Regions from separate parts of the Hordeum vulgare genome. Here region 1 is linked to region 2. Evidence: chromatin contacts called from public Hi-C data. All regions are on one chromosome and are shown on one strand. Each heading gives the region's core, a stretch centred on a gene start, on an enhancer-like site or on the middle of the called end of the contact. The rest is flanking DNA. Distances are from core to core; before and after follow the strand shown. Region 1 holds the start of LOC123398266 (brassinosteroid LRR receptor kinase BRL1-like). Region 2 holds the start of LOC123398194 (ubiquitin-conjugating enzyme E2 28-like).

The links. A called contact is a pair of places that touch in the nucleus more often than the background predicts.
Region 1: a contact with region 2 is called in a Hi-C map of leaf, with 3 times the contacts expected there. The contact joins the promoter of LOC123398266 here to the promoter of LOC123398194 in region 2. A contact is called at or near these places in 2 of 6 Hi-C or Micro-C datasets (both in leaf) and 1 of 1 datasets of contacts at active chromatin or transcription factors (embryo).

Annotation. Positions count from the first base shown.
Region 1 is chr5H:378,295,079-378,298,830 of MorexV3_pseudomolecules_assembly, reverse strand. LOC123398266 (brassinosteroid LRR receptor kinase BRL1-like) reads left to right here and starts at 1,404. Exons shown (of 2, transcript XM_045092754.1): 1 at 1,404-1,753; 2 at 2,159-3,752. The coding sequence starts at 2,306.
Region 2 is chr5H:378,140,955-378,145,232 of MorexV3_pseudomolecules_assembly, reverse strand. LOC123398194 (ubiquitin-conjugating enzyme E2 28-like) reads right to left here and starts at 2,358. Exons shown (of 3, transcript XM_045092693.1): 1 at 2,103-2,358; 2 at 990-1,207; 3 at 1-446. The coding sequence starts at 1,205. The coding sequence ends at 216.

The sequences.
Region 1 (3,752 bases), core at 155-2,654, 150 kb before region 2:
CGCTGGAATTCTTGTCATTTATTTTGCATGAAAAAAAGTTACATTACTCCATCATGTGGTAATCATCTTTACATAGATGGGGGATCGGACAAAATCCGTCGTACATGGCTCAAACCTACCATAATTAGCAAGGAAATGACTAACAATGTTCTGAATTCGACTGATGTGCAACACGTATCTTCCTTCCCTCTTGAAACATAAACTTCACCTCTTCGACTAGCATTATGTGATGAAAACTATCCACACTCACAAAAGATGGACTTCTCCGCCTCGAGCTAGTCCAAGTCCATGGTAACGGGAAGCGGTGAGCATTGTGACGCTTGGGAAAGGCCCTCCATGATCGCCGCATATCCATACTCTAGAGCATCAACGTAGGAACTGAGAGACAACGGGAGAAGAACATAATGTCTCCTAAGCATTCTGCGGCACGCTGAGGCATCCCACCAGATATAGGAATTATTGTTTCCAGGCATAGAAATTCTCATGAAACTAGACATAAAAATTTATGTGAAACCAATTTAAAAAATAAGCTCTCTTCTAAGTTTGTTGAGACTTCTAAATTAATTATTTCATAATTGGTTTAGAAGCCCCTGTGGGAAAAGCTAGAAAAGGGGCGGCTTACTGTTTAAGCTGCGAAAAGAACCGTCCCTATCCTTTTGATTCCCTAGATTTGAAAAATGCAAAAAAGAAGAAGCCAAAATTGCAATGTTAAATCCAACGCTAGCAGATTTTGTTTGCATTAAAGTTCATTTAGTTGCACCCAAAGAAAAACAGATAAATTGACTACATGATTGTATTCCCTGTAAAACGTAGTGCAAAGAATTCGTACAAAAAAAGTCCATATAAGATTTTGATTTTTGCGATAATAATTCGAACATAAGAATTCACAAGAAGTACAAAGCATCCCAAAAGTAATACATCGAGGGATCCAATGTACAAATAAGGCAACAACGTAGCAAAAGTCCCTAGGAACTCTGATCCTACAAAAAACGTTACAATTTCTACCGAATCAAAGAGGCCGATACATGGAGAAGCACCAGTAAAAGTTCCATTCAGAAACGCAGGATTCTTTTCCCCTCCAAAATGCCGCCACAGATTCGGAACCCCTGGTGCCCCAACGTGCTTGGGAGCAGGAGATGATGCCCAAAAGCCGGGCTCGCTCGCTCGGGGGAATCAAATCCCAACTTTGACCCGACTCGCTCGCTCGGACGCTGAGCCGAGACCCCCACACCCCCCGTGGGTGGGAAAGAAATAAAGAAGAGAAAATAAAAGTGAGCATTTCGAGCACCCAAACTGCTACGTATTTCCATGCAGCCCCTCGGCGAGGCCGATTAATATTTACTCACCCTTGGAAACGCGCCCCCTTCTCCCGCGGCGCGAATAAACAACTCGGCGCCCCCCTTCTTTTCGGGCGAAATTGCCGTCGCAAGCAAACAAGCCCCGTGGAGGCTGCTAAACTAATGGCGGTTGGGTAGTAGCCTGCCTCCGCGCCGGAGCGGAGCTCCGTCTCTCTCTCTCTCTACATCTCCCCTACTTAAATAGCCAAGCGTAGGCCTGTGTGTGCTTCCTCTGCTTCTGCTTCTGCTTCTCCCTCGTCTAATCTTCTTCCCTTGTCCTGGCCTGCGATTCCCGCGGCCGCTAGATTCTGCTCCAAACCACCTCTTCTCAGCCTGTGGGATTTCTTCCTCCGTTTCTTTCTTTCTTTCTTGATGAGGTTTCTGCTTCAGGCGCCGTACTTCTGCTCCTGGCCAAGGTGCGCGGCTCTCCTAATCTTCCCTTTTATTATGCTGCTTCTTGGCTTCGTTGCAGCCAATGTTTTGGCTGGGTTTTTGGTGGTTTGAAGCTTGAAATTGGACTTTTTTTTTTGGCCGGGTTGCTTGCAACATGTTTGTGTTTCGCGTCCGAATTGGAGCTTGTTTCTTAGTACTAGGATTCGTTTCATGGGTTCTATCACGTTTTGGGTTTTGGGGGTTTAGTGTGTTGAATTTGGCCAAGGAATTTTGCATTTGCTCCGGTTGTTCTTGCGTGCTTTCCCCTACCAAGATTCCTTGCCTTCTCTTTTTCTGTTCTTCGTATGTGCACGAGCAAATTGTGCTGCCAATTTGGGTGTGGAGTTTGTTTCCGTAGCCGATGAGCTCAAATTCCGGCGAATTTGCAGGGATATCGCGACCCAAATCTTCTCCATCGACATGTGAAGCCCACCCAACATCTCGAAAGCACACAACGGCCACCGCCGCCGCCGGCATCTCCGTTTTCCTCCTTGCAAGAATCGACGGCTGCAAATTGACCCGGAGGACTCGAAGCCATGTCGTCCTCCCCGCCCTTCACGGCGGCCTTCTTCTTCTTCTTGCTCGTGCTGCTCCGGCTGCTGGCGCCCGCCATTGCCGAAGCCGGCGAGGCGGCGGCGCTGCTCGCCTTCAGGCGCGCGTCCGTGGTGGACGACCCGCGCGGCGCTCTCACGAGCTGGGCGTCCGGGGCCGCCGCAAACTCCACGGCGCCCTGCTCGTGGACCGGCGTCTTGTGCGCGCCGCCGCTCGACGGCCGGGTCGTCGCCGTCAACCTCAGCGGCATGGACCTCGCCGGCGACCTTCGGTTCGGCGCGCTCTTCGCGCTCCCGGCGCTGCAGCGTCTCGACCTGCGCGGCAATGCCTTCTACGGCAACCTCTCGCACGCGCCGCCGCCGTCGTCGTCGTGCGCGCTCGTGGAGGTGGACATATCGTCGAACGCCTTCAACGGGACGCTGCCCCCGGCGTTCCTGGCGTCCTGCGGCGCGCTGCGGTCCCTGAACCTGTCGAGGAACGCCCTCGCCGGCGGCGGGTTCCCGTTCACGTCGTCCCTGCGATCGCTCGACCTGTCGCGCAACCACCTGGCGGACGCCGGCCTGCTCAACTACTCCTTCGCCGGTTGCCATGGCCTGCGGTACCTCAACCTCTCCGCCAACCTCTTCACGGGACGGCTGCCGGAGCTGGCGTCGTGCAGCGTGGTCACCACGCTCGACGTATCGTGGAACCAGATGTCAGGCGCGCTCCCCGCCGGTTTCATGGCGACCGCGCCGGCCAACCTGACGCACCTGAGCATCGCCGGAAACAACTTCACCGGCGATGTCTCCGGGTACAATTTCGGCGGGTGCGGCAACCTGACGGTGCTGGATTGGTCCAACAATGGCCTAAGCAGCACCGGATTGCCGCCGGGTCTCGCCAACTGCCGCCGCCTAGAGACGCTCGACATGTCAGCGAACAAGCTTCTCTCCGGCTCAATACCGACCTTCCTCACCGAACTCTCTTCTATCAAGAGACTGGCATTGGCCGGCAACGAGTTCGCCGGGACGATACCGGGGGAGCTGAGCCAGCTGTGCGGCAGAATCGTCGAACTGGACCTGTCGAGCAACCGGCTGGTCGGCGGCTTGCCGGCGAGCTTTGCGAAGTGCAGCTCCCTCGAGGTGCTCGACCTCAGAGGGAACCAGCTCGCCGGTGACTTTGTGGCCACTGTCGTCAGCACCATCTCCTCGCTCCGCGTGCTGCGGCTGGCATTCAACAACATCACCGGCGCCAACCCTCTGCCTGCGCTCGCGGCGGGGTGCCCACTGCTGGAGGTGATCGACCTCGGGTCCAACGAGCTCGACGGAGAGCTCATGCCGGACCTGTGCTCGTCACTGCCTTCACTGAGGAAGCTGTTCCTCCCAAACAACCACCTCAGCGGCACCGTGCCGACGTCGCTCGGCAACTGTGCAAACCTGGAGTCCATTGATCTGA
Region 2 (4,278 bases), core at 1,109-3,608:
ACAAATTCTTGAAAATGTTCTGTCTTGATACATACAGGTCTTCAGACTTCAGGGACGGGGCATACACCCAAAGTTTCGAAACAGAAATGCAAACATTACCCAGTTTTCACAACTGTACACAAGTAAAAACTGGTTCAGAGAAGCTCATAAGGCGGGAAACCGGCGCGGCACAAAAGTTCTCTTACACGATGGCCCCGGTGCCGATCGACGCATGATCAGCCCATGGCGTACTTCTGGGTCCAGGCCCTCGCGGTGTCCTCATAGCGGGCTCTCTGGTTCTTGTAGAGCTGCGCGATCTCCGGGACAAGGGGATCGTCGGGGTTGGGGTCTGTAAGCAGGGAGCTGATGGAGAGTAGGACCTTGGATATGGTCAGCGCCGGGCTCCACTGCTCCTTGAGGATGTCCAGGCAGATGCTGCCGTTGGAGTTGATGTTTGGGTGGTACACCTGCATCCAGAGTTGAAGATTCAGGTCTCGTACAAGCATATATATGCAGCATTCTTCAAAGTAGCACCAAGCTCTGCTACTTGACAGTTATTCTATTTGAATTTCCCAAGGTAATATATTGATAATAGGATAGAAGCTGTTTAACATCCTGCTTTATAAATTCTCCTTTTGTGTTCTTGACTTCAAAACGTATCAAAGTAGGCCTGAGTTTGACAGACCTATTTTGTCATGAATGACAAACTTTGCCAGGGAGTAAGCTACACGCGGTCAAGGATGTACATTGCAATTCAAGCATCTCTATTTAGCAGGGGTAGCATGTAACAGAACACATCTACCTGAAATGGCTAGTAGATAACGAAGCAACTTTAAGAAAATATTTTGATTTTAGAATGGAAGACCCATTCGTCTTGAATCTCCCAAAGACACATTCAACGACTAACAGATCAGCACCAAGGTCAATACTAGAGTAATAATGAGAAAATGAACAGTTGGCAACAACAAATGAATACAGAGATAAGTAGTAAATCACAAACAGCAGCCCACCTTTGTTTGGAAATTCACTTTTGGAGGCTTAAAGGGGTAATCTGGTGGGAAATGGATGTTCACAAAGAACACCCCTCCTGAGTAGGGGCTGTCACCAGGGCCCATGATTGTGGCCTGCCAGTGGAATAGGTCCGCCCCAGCAGGCCCAGCGCTGCATGATGTTGGTGGATCCTTTTGCAAATCCATGAGTTCCTTCTGAATCCTTTTGTTCGCCATATCTGAACACACAGAATATAATGATGAAAACATAGCAAACAGAGTACATGATGCTCTGAACACAGATGCATATGGACACAAGAACTTTAAAGTGCAGAGCACTCAGCATATCATGTGATGGGTGAACTTGATGATGGAAATCTCTTATAGTTAAAGTTCCGAGTTCTGGCATATCTATGATGCCATTCATGGTCTTCTCTCTTTAATCACCCTTTTATTTTACAGCTTAGCATCTGCAGGTGCAGGTCCATCGCACCTCAATGCAGTAATCGTGAGAAAGTTCCTACAAAGAAACTGAGAGAAATTGCTACACAGCTACACCAGAAACAAAAATCTTGATCATGTACATATTCTTCAGGAATCAAGAAGATGCTACACAAGTTCTCCACTATCATCCAGGAAATCAAACAGCAATTGGAATGGACTTTTAAGCATGCTGAATATGTTCGTCCACGCCACCATGTTCCAGAGACAAAACTTAATTTGTCTCATGATGCCTTTTTTTGGCACAAATGCAAATCTACTTTTCAGGTTCACAAACTTCCAATAGTACAAGGCACAATCAAGGAGACAATATTCTGAAGATTAAAGGCCAAGGCATCCCAAATCAGGGGCTAATCAGGAATGCGATTGCTCGGTCTTTCTCTCTCCACCCCCAAAGTCAACCCTGAGCGATCGGAAAGCGAACCTAGCGAAAGTTAGGCCAGCACGAATCTTGCATTCCCAGAGACAGCAGACACCCCTGAATTCGCTGCGCCCAATTGATCCTAACCAACCAATCTCTTCTAGCAGGAAATGGCAACGACGAATCAAGAACGAAATAGTAACCCCCTTCATCGAGCTAGATGAGATGATTCCAACGGATCAAAATAAATGCAGCAGATTGATCATTGTTACCTTAGCTGTAGGTCCGGGAAATGGCTTTGGATTGTTTCCCTCCTCTGCCTCCGGTCCCCCGAGACAAGGAACGAATGAATCGATTCCGGCAATGATTGATTGACGGAGCAGGTGGGAATGGGATTATAGGCCGGCGTAGGGGGGGCTGGAATCGATTGGATTGGAGTCGTCGCTACTCTCTCCCGGCCTCCTCGTGTGCCATTGGCCGGCGCTGAATCTTTTAGTTCAAGCTTGACGTGGCCCGCCTGTCTGCTTCTTCAGGCTCTTCCTTTTTTAATCGTGTGGCACCTTATCCATGGTTGGTTTCTCTTTTTTTCTTTTTCTTTAACACCATACATACGCAAACAGCACTCATACATACGCGCATACATTCACATCTATAAATGCAGGTACGCATATCTTACTTCTATGAACACCTTCAAAAGACTGGACCGGCATATCATCTTGAGATTTATGAAGTCATCGTAGGTGTCTCGTCGTCGACGGAAACGTCTTCTTGCATTGAATGCGCATCCTCCAAAATTCTAAAATAAATCCAGAAATAATATGAGACTAAGACTTGAATTCTAATGGACTGGGATTAACATTGTCCCTCTTTGATACCCGATAATGAAAGAGGTAATTTCCACACCTTTGCATCATAGTATATGAGTGTATGATGTTTTCAAACCCTATGGTGACTTCATCGGCCTCCTTCCATCACCCCTCCTTTTTGTATCTTTACTGATTGGTGCCTTAGTTTTTCACTGAGGAAAAACTTACTTCTTGCTACAAACTCGCACGGTGGGGAGCCTAACATCTATAACAAGTATAATACAGTACAATCAATCTACCTCCTCTCTCGCGCTCTTGCGGAATCCAAGTTACTCATGTTCATGAAACTTAGCTCATGCCTTAACTCATGGAATCTTGCTTATCACCGTCATGTAATGGCTCTCTTTGGGAGCGGATAAAAACCTTACACACATACATACAGTCAACATAATATCTGGTCTATATGCACAATGGTAAAGCAAAGAACCGATCATGGAGCGGTATACCTTTTGAACCACGTCTTTACCATTGGGATCAAGATTAAGTTTACCATTTGAGGGCATGGGTGTCTTCATGGGCTTGACATCTAAAATTTCGAATGTATGGAGCATGTCTTGGATGTATAATGGTTGGTTGATGAACGTTCCCCCTCTCAATTGCTTCACTTGAAATCCTAGGAAGAACTTCAACTCTCCCATCATGCTCATGGAAAATTCATTGGTCATAAGATTCTCAAACTCAACGTTAATAGCATGGTTAATGGACTCAAAAATAATATCATCAACATATATTTGGCACACAATCGATTCTCCTTTTACCCTCTTCATGAAGAGAGTGGAATCTATCAACCCGATCTGAAACCCCTTCTCGCATAGAAACATCGTAAGGTGATCATACCAAGCACGAGGTGCTTGTTTAAGTCCATAGAGTGCCTTATGCAGTTCATATACGTGAGTGGGGTGTTCGGGATTTTTGAAACTCGGACGTTGCTTAAATACACCAACCCTTTAAGAGGACCACTAAGAAAAGGACGCTTCACATCCATTTGATATAATTTTAAATTATGATGCAATGCCTATGCAAGCAAGATACGAATGGACTCAAGAAGGGCAACATGGGGAAAAGTTTCACCAAAGTCCAGACCTTCAACTTGGATGAAACCTTGTGCCACTAACCTTGCCTTGTCCTAGTGAGTTGTCCATGTTCATCTTACTTGTTCTTAAAGATCCACTTTGTTCCAATGACACTATGATGTTATTTGGGTCTCTTCACAAGAGTACATACTTTGTTGCGAGTAAATTTGTTGAGTTCTTCATGCATAGAATCAACCCAATCCGCGTCGTCAAGAGCATATTCAACCTTATGGGGCTCAACACAAGAGACAAATGTAACACCACGTACACACCGTCCAGTGGTCGTTGGTCCTGACAGGATCTAGACTAGCCCCACAGATAATTATTAGTCTTTTGTGCGCACTTTGTCCTCACTCGTGCGCACCCAAGATCAACTTCATGGTCGGTCACCCATTCTAGAACTACTCCAAGCCAAGCATGCTTAACTTGGGAGTTATGTTCAAATGGGCTTCAGAAAAATAAGGAATTCCTTATTGATATGAGTAGTCTAACATCCTATTAAGACAGTC